Linked DNA regions of Mus musculus: all the other regions are linked to region 3. Evidence: chromatin contacts called from public Hi-C and HiChIP or PLAC-seq data. All regions are on one chromosome and are shown on one strand. The core of a region is the stretch at or near the end of the contact, and the rest is flanking DNA. Distances in the headings are between cores, read along the strand shown.

Evidence for each region. Hi-C and Micro-C count contacts between places; a contact is called where the count stands out from the background. HiChIP or PLAC-seq counts read pairs in DNA pulled down with a chosen protein or histone mark.
Region 1: a contact with region 3 is called in an H3K4me3 HiChIP or PLAC-seq map of the SCID.adh cell line, with 13 read pairs. The contact joins the promoter of Tomm22 here to the enhancer-like site in region 3. A contact is called at or near these places in 12 of 39 promoter capture datasets (the 3T3-L1 cell line, the C10 cell line, the HPC-7 cell line and 6 more), 1 of 15 datasets of contacts at CTCF or cohesin (CD8 T cells), 10 of 484 Hi-C or Micro-C datasets (the 4T1 cell line, bone marrow-derived dendritic cells, brown adipocytes and 6 more), 10 of 115 datasets of contacts at active chromatin or transcription factors (the 230-238 cell line, CD8 T cells, the HPC-7 cell line and 5 more) and 4 of 9 other capture datasets (adipose tissue, embryonic stem cells, liver and 1 more).
Region 2: a contact with region 3 is called in a Hi-C map of CD8 T cells, with 2.0 times the contacts expected there. The contact joins the promoter of Dnal4 here to the enhancer-like site in region 3. A contact is called at or near these places in 3 of 39 promoter capture datasets (embryonic stem cells, macrophages and neutrophils), 3 of 484 Hi-C or Micro-C datasets (CD8 T cells, liver and nephron progenitors), 5 of 115 datasets of contacts at active chromatin or transcription factors (the 230-238 cell line, embryonic stem cells and trophoblast stem cells) and 4 of 9 other capture datasets (adipose tissue, embryonic stem cells, liver and 1 more).

The regions. Positions count from the first base shown.
Region 1 is chr15:79,669,192-79,672,519 of GRCm38.p6, reverse strand. It overlaps Tomm22 (translocase of outer mitochondrial membrane 22), which reads right to left and starts at 1,652. Exons shown (of 4, transcript NM_172609.3): 1 at 1,512-1,652; 2 at 1,229-1,347; 3 at 506-623; 4 at 1-303. The coding sequence starts at 1,628. The coding sequence ends at 229.
Region 2 is chr15:79,772,592-79,776,083 of GRCm38.p6, reverse strand. It overlaps Dnal4 (dynein, axonemal, light chain 4), which reads left to right and starts at 1,617. Exons shown (of 4, transcript NM_017470.2): 1 at 1,617-1,725. It overlaps Gm30977 (a long non-coding RNA gene), which reads right to left and starts at 1,556. Exons shown (of 4, transcript XR_875488.3): 1 at 1,298-1,556.
Region 3 is chr15:79,727,932-79,731,288 of GRCm38.p6, reverse strand. Sun2 (Sad1 and UNC84 domain containing 2) reads left to right here. Exons shown (of 18, transcript NM_001205345.1): 9 at 945-1,199; 10 at 1,731-1,808; 11 at 2,213-2,256; 12 at 2,708-2,873; 13 at 3,205-3,357. Among named protein-coding and RNA genes, the nearest start is that of Sun2, 13 kb to the left of the region's middle. Within about 2 kb of position 2,033, at least 39 of the 459 cell types and tissues checked have an H3K27ac peak or open chromatin away from gene starts, as enhancers often do. A contact at or near this core is called in CD8 T cells, the SCID.adh cell line, cerebral cortex and 1 more, where this site is marked.

The DNA.
Region 1 (3,328 bases), core at 403-2,902, 58 kb after region 3:
GTACTCCAGCATTGGAGTGAGAACAGGAAGAAGTAAGTGAGGGACTTCATTATGTAGGGCACAGGTGTACCTGGGGTCTCTCCATGAGAAACAGAGAAAGTTCCCACTATGTTCAAATAGATCCATGTGCCAAGGTTAAAAAAAAGAATAAAAAGTTCCAACAATCAGCAGTTCAAACACAAATGAATTTCAAAGTTCTCCCACAAGGACAAATACCGAAGGAAGAATCTACATCTTTCCAGGAAGTGGAGGTAGAGCCCCTGGCATTCCTCCTGACAGCCCTGTGTTAGGCCCTAAAAGTATCTGGAAAAGAAAAAAAAAAAAAAAAAGACTGTTAAGATACTGCATAGTTCCAGTCGTCGGTCCCTTCTGTCACACATGAGGGGCAGGCAAATTCTACACTGCCAAGTACCTGAAAGTACAGGGACCTGCTCCCACTTGGGGTTAAGTGCCAATCTCCTGGGGCTCTGCGGTTGGCCCACCGCCAAGAAGAACATGTGCTCACCTGCCGTTGCTGCAGTTGCTGCTGTTGCTCCATCTGCAACTTTTCTGTCTCAAAGACAACGGGAAGAACCAGGATCATGAAGGAAGTGGTCCCAATCCACAAAGCTGCCCTGGAAAATCTGCAGAGGGAAAGAGTGGATGAGGCGTCATGAAAAGGAAAGCCGGCACTCCGGCTAGGACCGAACCTGGAACAGGACGTGCAGTACCGCCCTCGATCTTCTAAAAGCGTACCCTACCAATTCCTTGCCCCCAGAGTCCTGGCAGAGGCAAGAGGAGCAGTAATTACCTAGCGATACAGTGCATTCTTATAAGCCTCGTATATACGTAACCTTAGTCTCATAACGACCCCGCCAGGTTAAGAACTCCCTTCTGGGGCTGGTGAGATGGCTCAGTGGGTTAGAGCACCCGACTGCTCTTCCGAAGGTGCAGAGTTCAAATCCCAGCAACCACATGGTGGCTCACAACCATCCGTAACAAGATCTGACCCCCTCTTCTGGAGTGTCTGAAGACAGCTACAATGTACTTACATATAATAAATAAATAAATAAATCTTTAAAAAAAAAAAAAGAACTCCCTTCTGCAGAAGACCAACCACACTCGGGGTATGACAATGAATCCAAGGTCACTCAAACTCTGCTCTGCGACTCCCGAGGCCCGCTGTCCTTTGACAGCACCCGTCACCCGTCCATGCCCGCTCCCGGTGGCTCTCCGTCGGCCCTTTTACCTGTACATCTTCTGAGCCACGAAGAGCGAGAGGTCAAAGGTGGCTCCGGCGGCTGACCGGACCCTCTCGGGAAACATCTCCGTCAGACCCCAGAGTCTCTCCGACAGGGTCTCGTCTAGCTGTGGTGGAGGAGGCGTGGGTCGTCGGTGAAGCGGCAGCAGCACCGCAACCGCCGAGCCCCGGGCCTGGCCCTTCCGTGCCGCGCGGAGAAGCCGCCCTCTCGGCTCGCGGCGTCCACGCCCCAACCGCCCGCCCTCGCCCCGCTCCCCGCCAGCCCTAGCACCTCGTCGTCGTCGTCTTCTTCCAGCTCCTCCTCGGCTTTCTCTGCCTCGGCTTTCGGGAGTAATTCCTCGGGGGACAGAGGCTCCCCAGCGCCGGCTGCAGCGACGGCGGCGGCCATGGCTGTAGGACACCGGAAGCGGAAGAGAGCAGGCGAAGCGGCCCACCCCTGGACAGAGCGTCTTCCGGAAGCGAGCCGGGCTGGCTAGAGAGAAAGCGTTGGCGTCTCCTCCAGCTCGCCCCCTTGGTGTCGCCAGCCTCTTAATTTCAACTGACTGTAAGAGTATGTTCAGGGAGAGATGCGGGTGCTTCTCAGCTATTCTGTGCCGTTGGGTCTGGGCTTGGCTCCGAAACTGCATATTTTAGAGAGATCTGGTTTTTGTTTATTTAATTTTTTTTTTTTTTTTTTTTTGGTTTTTCGAGACAGGGTTTCTCTGTGTAGCCCTGGCTGTCCTGGAACTCACTCTGTAGACCAGGCTGGCCTTGAACTCAGAAATCCGACTGCCTCTGCCTCCCGAGTGCTGGGATTAAAGGCCTGCGCCACCACGCCCGGCTTAATTTTTGAGACCAGGTTTCTCTGTATAGCCCTGGGCTGTCCTGGAACTCTCTGTAGACTCAGAGATCCACTTGCTACTGCCTCCCGAGTACGGGGATTAAAGGCGTGCACCACCACAAGTGAGCAATATGTGTACTTATGGAGGTCAGAGGACACTTGCAGTTGATCCTCTCTGTAACAGGGCCCCAGACCTTAGCACAACTGACTCCGTGTTTTTTGTTGTGTGTGTGTATGTGCGAGTGTGTGCTTAAAAGCTCACTCTGAGAAAGGCTTGCTAGGCTATACTGAGATCCTAAACACTGGCTAATAAAGATTTTCTATGGCTTAAAGCCCATGTCTACTCGGTCTTCTCTGGTGAATATTCACAACACTTTTCTTCCACCACGTGGGGCCTGGGGATCAAATTCACACTCAGCAGCAAGCATTTTTTTGGGTTTTTTTTTCAAGACAGGGTTTCTCTGTGTAGCCCTGGCTGTCCTTTGTAGACCAGACTGGCCTCAAACTCAGAAATCTGCCTGCCGCTGCCTCCCGAGTGCTAGGATTAAAGGCGTGGGCCACCACACCCTGCAGCAGCAAGCATCTTTAAACCACTTATTCATTTCATTCCCCCCCACCCCTGGGCCCACACACACATTAAAAGCACGGTTTCATGTAGCCCAGGCTAGCCTTGAACTCATTTTGTGGATGACCTTGAGTTTCTGATCCTCCTGCCTCCACCTCGAACTAAGGCCACAGGTGTGTCACCACACAGGAATCAAAACCAGGCCTTTATTCTACCAACTGAGCCACAAACATGATCTATTATTATTACTTTTTTTTTTTTTAAGTTCCAGGCTTGGCTGTCCTGGAACTCTCTATGAAAACATTCAACGCACAGAAATTCACCTGCCTCTCCCTCCAAAGTGCTGGGATTAAACTCATGCAACATCGTGCTCGGCTTATACGTAAGTTTAAGAGAGTCTGCTTAACAGTAAAAGGGTTTTCAACTATTGCAAAATTGCCAAGAGAGCAAACAGTGGAGCGGTACAATGTCACCCTCAGACCACTGGGGGGTGGACAAGACGATCCAGAAAATCCTGAGCCCGGAGCAGAGGACAGACCAGGGCTATGGCAGCGTTCAGCTCATAAGTCCTTCACAGTACAGCCGCTCTACGACCTTCTGACTCCAGCACCCTGCTTAAAGTGCCAGTGTTGGCAGGGGAAGTCACATCATTTGGACATACAAGTGCACCCTGAGGCTCCAGCTATAGCTCCTTCCCTTCTAG
Region 2 (3,492 bases), core at 368-2,867, 45 kb before region 3:
GATCCTCCATTCCGTTGCAGGAGATCCTGGAATCTGCACTGCAGAAAGATCTATAGGTACTACCTCTGTGATAGAGAACTGTGTGAAGGTTTCTGCGGTTGGTGCTGCCAGCAGGGAAGGAAGATGGTCTAACAATTGCTGTTGCTCCTCAGAAGGTCACTGGTAACCACAAGAGAGGGAATTTCAGAAACATCGTGGGAGTGGAAGCCAGATTGTGGTGGGCGGGAGAATGAATGGGAGGCGAGAAAGAGAGGATGGCAAACAAGGACCCCTTTGGGGGAGTCGTTTGTGTAAGTGACAGAAGTGAGAGCGTCATCCCCCTCAAAGGCTGCCCTTCATCTCCTGGAGAAAGTTGGAAAAGAGGATTAAGGAAATTTGAAGGCTGAGTAAGATTCGCCACAGACAGTCAGAACTTTCCAGGGAGGCTAGCTAGGAACTGTCGTGTGCTGAGCTGAATTCCTGCTGCCAAGTCTCAAACCAAGCCCAATGTGTGTGTTCTGGGTCTGTACACTCAAGCTAGGTTAATCCACTGTCCCAGATCAGACCTTGTTACCACTCTCCCCAAAGCTCTCCAGCAACCAATGACTCTATCTCACCTCACACCAGGGGCCACTTGTGTTTCAAACCTCTCTTTCTTCTGCCCTGCTTCTTTCTTTGTCTTCCCCTCTACTTGACCTACTATGTTGACCCTGCACTCCTACTACGTTGACCCTGCACCCAGGCCTCTTGGAGCTACCGCTGTCCCGCTCCCATTAGCATTCTGGTCATCTTGGGCTCTTCCCGCCTCGTTGTCCCACTTAAAAAGAGCCAGTACCCTGCCAGTCTCTGCTATAGAAGCACGCGGAAACGATTCCATTTCTTCTCATGGCTCTATACCTTCTGAACTGTGCCTTCCGCAGAATCACCAGCTAGTGGGGCTTCATTAATGATTGCATGATACGCATAGAATAAATGTTTAGATTATGGGGCATTCCACTGATCCATTCTTCTTCTTCACCTTCCCCTCAGCAAGAGGCTCTAACACTCTTTGGTCATTTCTTTCCAAGAATCAGAAGCAGGTTCCAGACAACTGCATCTGATGGTACAGGTGTCTCCCAGCCCCTGGGACAAAGCAACCCTGGAGGGTTTGCACAAGGGAAAGATCTGGATTCCTTCTCTGAGGTTATGCCTTGATTCTTTCCTTCAGTCTCTCTAGTTCTACACATTGGCCCAGACGGGATCACGGATGCTGTTAACAGTAAGCACTGTGTTGCGAATCAATGAGACAGTCACTCACTGTAAAGGACTAAAACACTACCTAAGTTCTGGTGGTTATCAGGCTCCTGCGGTCGTCGTAAAATAGCAGATCAGCGTCACGACACCAACAAACTGCATTTGTCATTTTCGATGTCGAAAACTCCCAGGGCAATACAGCTTTAAGAAGTTTGTTCCTCTACAAAGACTACTTCTGCCTGTCCGCAGCTGCTCCGGCAGGCTTAAGACGACTATGAGCGAAGCCCCACCTCCTCGGTCTTTAAGCCACGCCCCTCGCGTAAGCTCCGGCCTCCTAGGCCCCTTCGGAATTAATTGGCACTTCTCTACACCAATAATAAGTGATATTGCTGTCAACGTCCGGTGACGGGACGGGACTTCCGTGATGGTTGCTAAGACACTCTGGCTCGCTCCTTGACAACCCTGGCGGGGGTGCGCTGGCTGTGGCCTCGGCTCCGGCCCCCGCGGGAGCAGGTGAGGGCGCGGAGTGCGGAGGGCAGCGCGGCGGGGAGGGCTGGCCCTGAGGGAGGGCGGGAGGATGCGCGGGGCGGACAAGGCCTGGCCCAACGCTAGGCCCCACCTAGGTCCCCAGCCCGCGGTTCCCGGCCCAGGACCTCCCCTTGTCCCACGTAGGAGACCACGGAGCTTGGCAGTGACATTGCGCACCAGCACCACTTTGCAGGCCGCTCCTCCTCACTCATCTTGGGTCCTGTTTAGCTCCATGCCCTCGCATCCTCCCTGTTTTGACTCCCACTGCACTTTGTCCCCGCACCACCTCGCTGCTGACTGGTGGTCTAAATCGCCTCGTCCCAGATCACTTGGTTTGGAGATTTGGCGATACTCTGGGATTCTAGGCTGACTATTGCCCGACGGGGGGCACTCAGTCTTCCCATCTATAAAGTCGAAATTGGGTTGAATGGTCGCAAAGGCCTTTTGGACTCTGACGTCCTAGCATGATGTTGTGGGACTTAACTGTCAACGCCCCTTAGGATGTGTGTTCTCCTAACCTTTTATGTAATGCAAAGAATTTGGCAAACTTAAGTTGGATTCCCATTGGTAAGAACTACCTAAGATCTCTCTGGGCACCAGTCAGTGCATCTATAAAGCCAATAGTCTGAAGTTCATCTCCTTTGGCAAATGAAGTACAAAGGGTCCAGTCCAGTGTAGACGGTACTTGCTCACTTGTCTTTTTTCTGTGTGTATGTGCGTTCCTGTGTGTGCAGTTACATGTGGAGGCTGGAAGTCAACATTCGGTGTCTTTCACAATCACTCTCCACCTTATTGTCTGAGACAGGGTCTCCCTCTTTGATGCCAGGAGCTCACCACTGGGCTTCATGGCTAATGAGCTTCCAAGGATCCATCCTCTCAGCTGCCTCTCCAATGCTGGGCTCACAGGCATGGCCGCCTCACCCAGCCCTTTACACGGGTGCTGGGATAGAAAACTCTGGTCTTCATACTTTTGTAGCAAGCACTTTATAAACTGACCTCCACCCCCTAATTTCTTCTTTTTGTCTGTTATGACCTCACACTTTCCCTCCTGGGAAGAGCCCAGTGCTTTCCTGCGCAGTATCCCACTCAGTAGCCACTGTCTGCAGATGAACCTCAGGCCTGCTGTCTGGCTCTGCTCTTCCCCTGTGGCTAGGAATTCTTGGGGTACAGGAGTGAGGAAACTGAAAGAGGTTGGTACAGTGATACGAGGATTCATAGCTTCCCTTTTCCAACCATCCATGACTCTGCCATCTTTTCCTCCTGACTAAATGTCTCCATTTGCATTTTGCCAGCTGCTAGCATCAAGCTGGCCTGCCTATCTGTTCTACCTGGTTTCTTCCATGCTCTGGTAGGCTCATCCCTCTGAGAAAGTTATCAAGTTACCTTGATTCTCTCTCCGTGGGGTATCACACCCTCCCCATTCCTGAGACCATTCTGGCCTCTTAGGCCTGTTTTCTGGGCTGATCGCTGTAGCTTCCTGGCTGCCATCCCTGTCAATCCAACTCCCCAACCTCTGTGCTGCCAGCCACCCTGAAAGCTCCAAGAAGCCAGGCAAGGTCGTGATGCTTGCAACCCAAGGGCTTGGCTGTGTCAGCAGTATCACAAGTTCAAGGTCATCAGGAGCTCAGTGGTTCAGTGAGTTCAAAGCCACCCTGTGTTATGTGAGAGCAAAAACAGAATCCAAGGTTGTTTTTTTTTTAAATTTTTTTATTAAGTATTTTCTTCATTTACATTTCCAATGCTATCCCAAAA
Region 3 (3,357 bases), core at 784-3,283:
CTACCAGCCATGTCCCAGCTGGTTTTGCCCTGTTTGTGTTTCCCTAGAGAGACTTTCACTACCACTGGCTGTCCTGGAACTCCCTCTGTAGAACAGGCTGGCCTTGAACTCATAAAGACCCACTTGCTCTGCCTCCCGAGTGCTGGGATTAACAGCCTGTGTCACTATGCCCAGCTGCCCTATCCCAGCTGTTCCAGTGGCCATACTCGGGAAGCCTGTGGTGTGCTGCCCTGGGCCCATGCTCTGTCTTTCCTCTGGCCCACCAGGCTGAGCATCGCATACTCGGGAAGCCTGTGGTGTGCTGCCCTGGGCCCATGCTCTGTCTTTCCTCCGGCCCACCAGGCTGAGCAGCGCATACTCGGGAAGCCTGTGGTGTGCTGCCCTGGGCCCATGCTCTGTCTTTCCTCTGGCCCACCAGGCTGAGCAGCGCATACTCGGGAAGCCTGTGGTGTGCTGCCCTGGGCCCATGCTCTGTCTTTCCTCTGGCCCACCAGGCTGAGCAGCGCATACTCTGGAAGCCTGTGGTGTGCTGCCCTGGGCCCATGCTCTGTCTTTCCTCCGGCCCACCAGGCTGAGCAGCGCATACTCGGGAAGCCTGTGGTGTGCTGCCCTGGGCCCATGCTCTGTCTTTCCTCTGGCCCACCAGGCTGAGCAGCACATACTCGGGAAGCCTGTGGTGTGCTGCCCTGGGCCCATGCTCTGTCTTTCCTCTGGCCCACCAGGCTGAGCAGCGCATACTCGGGAAGCCTGTGGTGTGCTGCCCTGGGCCCATGCTCTGTCTTTCCGGCCCACCAGGCTGAGCAGCGCATACTCGGGAAGCCTGTGGTGTGCTGCCCTGGGCCCATGCTCTGTCTTTCCTCTGGCCCACCAGGCTGAGCAGCGCATACTCGGGAAGCCTGTGGTGTGCTGCCCTGGGCCCATGCTCTGTCTTTCCGGCCCACCAGGCTGAGCAGCGCGTTCTCTCCCGGGTTCACTCTCTGGAGCGGCGTCTGGAAGCCCTTGCTGCAGACTTTTCCTCCAACTGGCAGAAGGAGGCCATACGGCTGGAACGCCTGGAGCTGCGGCAGGGGGCTGCTGGCCATGGAGGAGGCAGTAGCCTGAGCCATGAAGATGCCCTGTCTCTCCTAGAAGGGTTGGTGAGCCGCCGCGAGGCTACCCTGAAGGAGGACTTGCGCAGGGACACAGTGGCTCATATCCAGGTGGGAGAACATTGTTGCCTGGAGGTGGGGTGGCACATTTCATAAAGGCAATGCCATAGAAAACCCTGACAGTCATGTGGGATGTAGGAGGCCCCATGGGGCCCGGGGGAGATGGTAGTGTGTCACTTAGGGCCATTTGCCAGGTGCCCTGTCAAGATGAAGATGATCCGTCTTCCATGGTGAGAGACGTGTCAGGCACAGGTGGTATTCCTTGTATTTCAGAGCCTTGTAGATAAGACCAGGAGCTGAAACTCCCGGAAAAAACCCTAGAAGGAACCCAGTTAGACCATGTCTAGTCACAAGTATTCCGAGGGCAGCTGTCAAACCCTCTTGGTGTGGTGGTGCACACCTTTAATCCCAACACTTCACTTAGGTAGAAGCAGGGAGATCTCTGAGTTCAAGGCCAGCCTTGTCTACAGAGGGAGTTCTGGGATAGTCATAACTATATAGAGAGATGCTGCCTCAAAAGAAAACAAGAAGAAGAAGAAGAAAAAAAAAACACCCAAAACAACCAGTCCTCATATCTGGTAGGAAGAATTGGCTACCCTGAGGGCAGAGCATCACCAAGACTCGGAAGATCTCTTCAAGAAGATCGTCCAGGCCTCTCAGGTCAGTGGGCTAGGCATGCAGCCCTGCACTGGGATCTCACCCAATTACATCTGTCCTTGGTTCTACCATGGATACTGCTGGGATGTTGAGTAGAGGGGGGTGGGATAGTCTCATGCCTTCTCTGGGGCCTGAACTTGCCTTGGACAGACGGTCCACAGTGACCCCGGGATGTGCATGGTGCAAGGGTGGTGTCTGTGCTGAGTGTGTTGTGCTCAGTGAACATAACCTAGGTGGGAATGAGTCTGATAAGGGCTGAGACTCACAGGACTTCCCCTGCTTTGATCTTTGCTGAAAGCGCTGGGGCACCCGTTCAAGGTCGTGGTTAAGCAAACACTCCCATGTAGAACTCTCAGACTTCTCTGAACTCATCTTGGCTTATTCTTGCCCTTTCTTGCTGCTCTTAGGAGTCCGAAGCCCGAGTCCAGCAGCTGAAGACAGAATGGAAAAGGTAATGGCAGCCACCTGGCCATGGCCTGCTCTGCCACCCCGTTAGGGTTCTGCCTGGTTGACTGAGACTTAGCTTAGGATCCTGCCTATGGCCTCTACGGTACAAGGCAGGTTGGTAAGGCCTTGGGGAGGCAGGGACAGGCACGGCAGTGAAACTGGAGCCTGTGGGCTGGTCTTTTCTGTATGCCTTCTGCTCTTATGACCTAGATGTGAAGGCATGGCAGGCTGTGGCATTGTGAACTGTGCTGTCCAAGCCTACAGAGAATCAGGTCAGAATTAGCTGTGAGACAGGCAAACCCAAGCTCCTGGGCTGTGTTCTACTGCCAGACTCCAAGGGCAGCCCTGGCACTTCACACACAGTGATGGGCTTCCAGCTTATGACAGGAGTCAGTCAGGGGTCCCTCATCCTTCCTCAGTGTGGCCTTACCTTGCTTCCCTCCATCTGGAACTAGCATGACCCAGGAGGCCTTCCAGGAGAGCTCTGTGAAGGAGCTGGGACGGCTGGAAGCCCAGCTGGCCAGCCTGCGGCAGGAGCTGGCTGCCCTGACTCTGAAGCAGAACTCGGTGGCAGATGAAGTGGGCCTGCTGCCACAGAAGATCCAGGCTGCCAGGGCTGATGTGAGCGGGAAGTACCCAGAGCCCTACTAATCACCTCCCCTCTGAGACCACCTGCCTGGGAGGGGGCATCTGTCAGCTGGAGCAGCGTCTTTGGCCTGTTGTTCTAGAGGCGCATGCATGGCTGATCTGATGCAGGCCTAGGCTCTTGGGGAAAATGCTTTCCAATCCCAGTCTCTGTTCCCTGGAGAGTTCCTAGCCTCTAACACCTCTCTCAGGGGCTCCAGCCTTCCCTTCCAGCTCTGCTTCCTCCTCCAGTGACAGCCCACCCACCCTGTCATAGCTGCCCCTGCCATTAGTGCAAGCTTCTGAGTGACACTGCCTTTGTCTGTAGGTGGAATCCCAGTTCCCTGACTGGATCAGGCAGTTCCTTCTTGGAGACAGGGGTGCGCGCAGCGGGCTCCTGCAGAGAGATGAGATGCACGCTCAGCTGCAGGAGCTGGAGAACAAGATCCTTACCAAGATGGCTGAGATGCAGGGCAAGTCA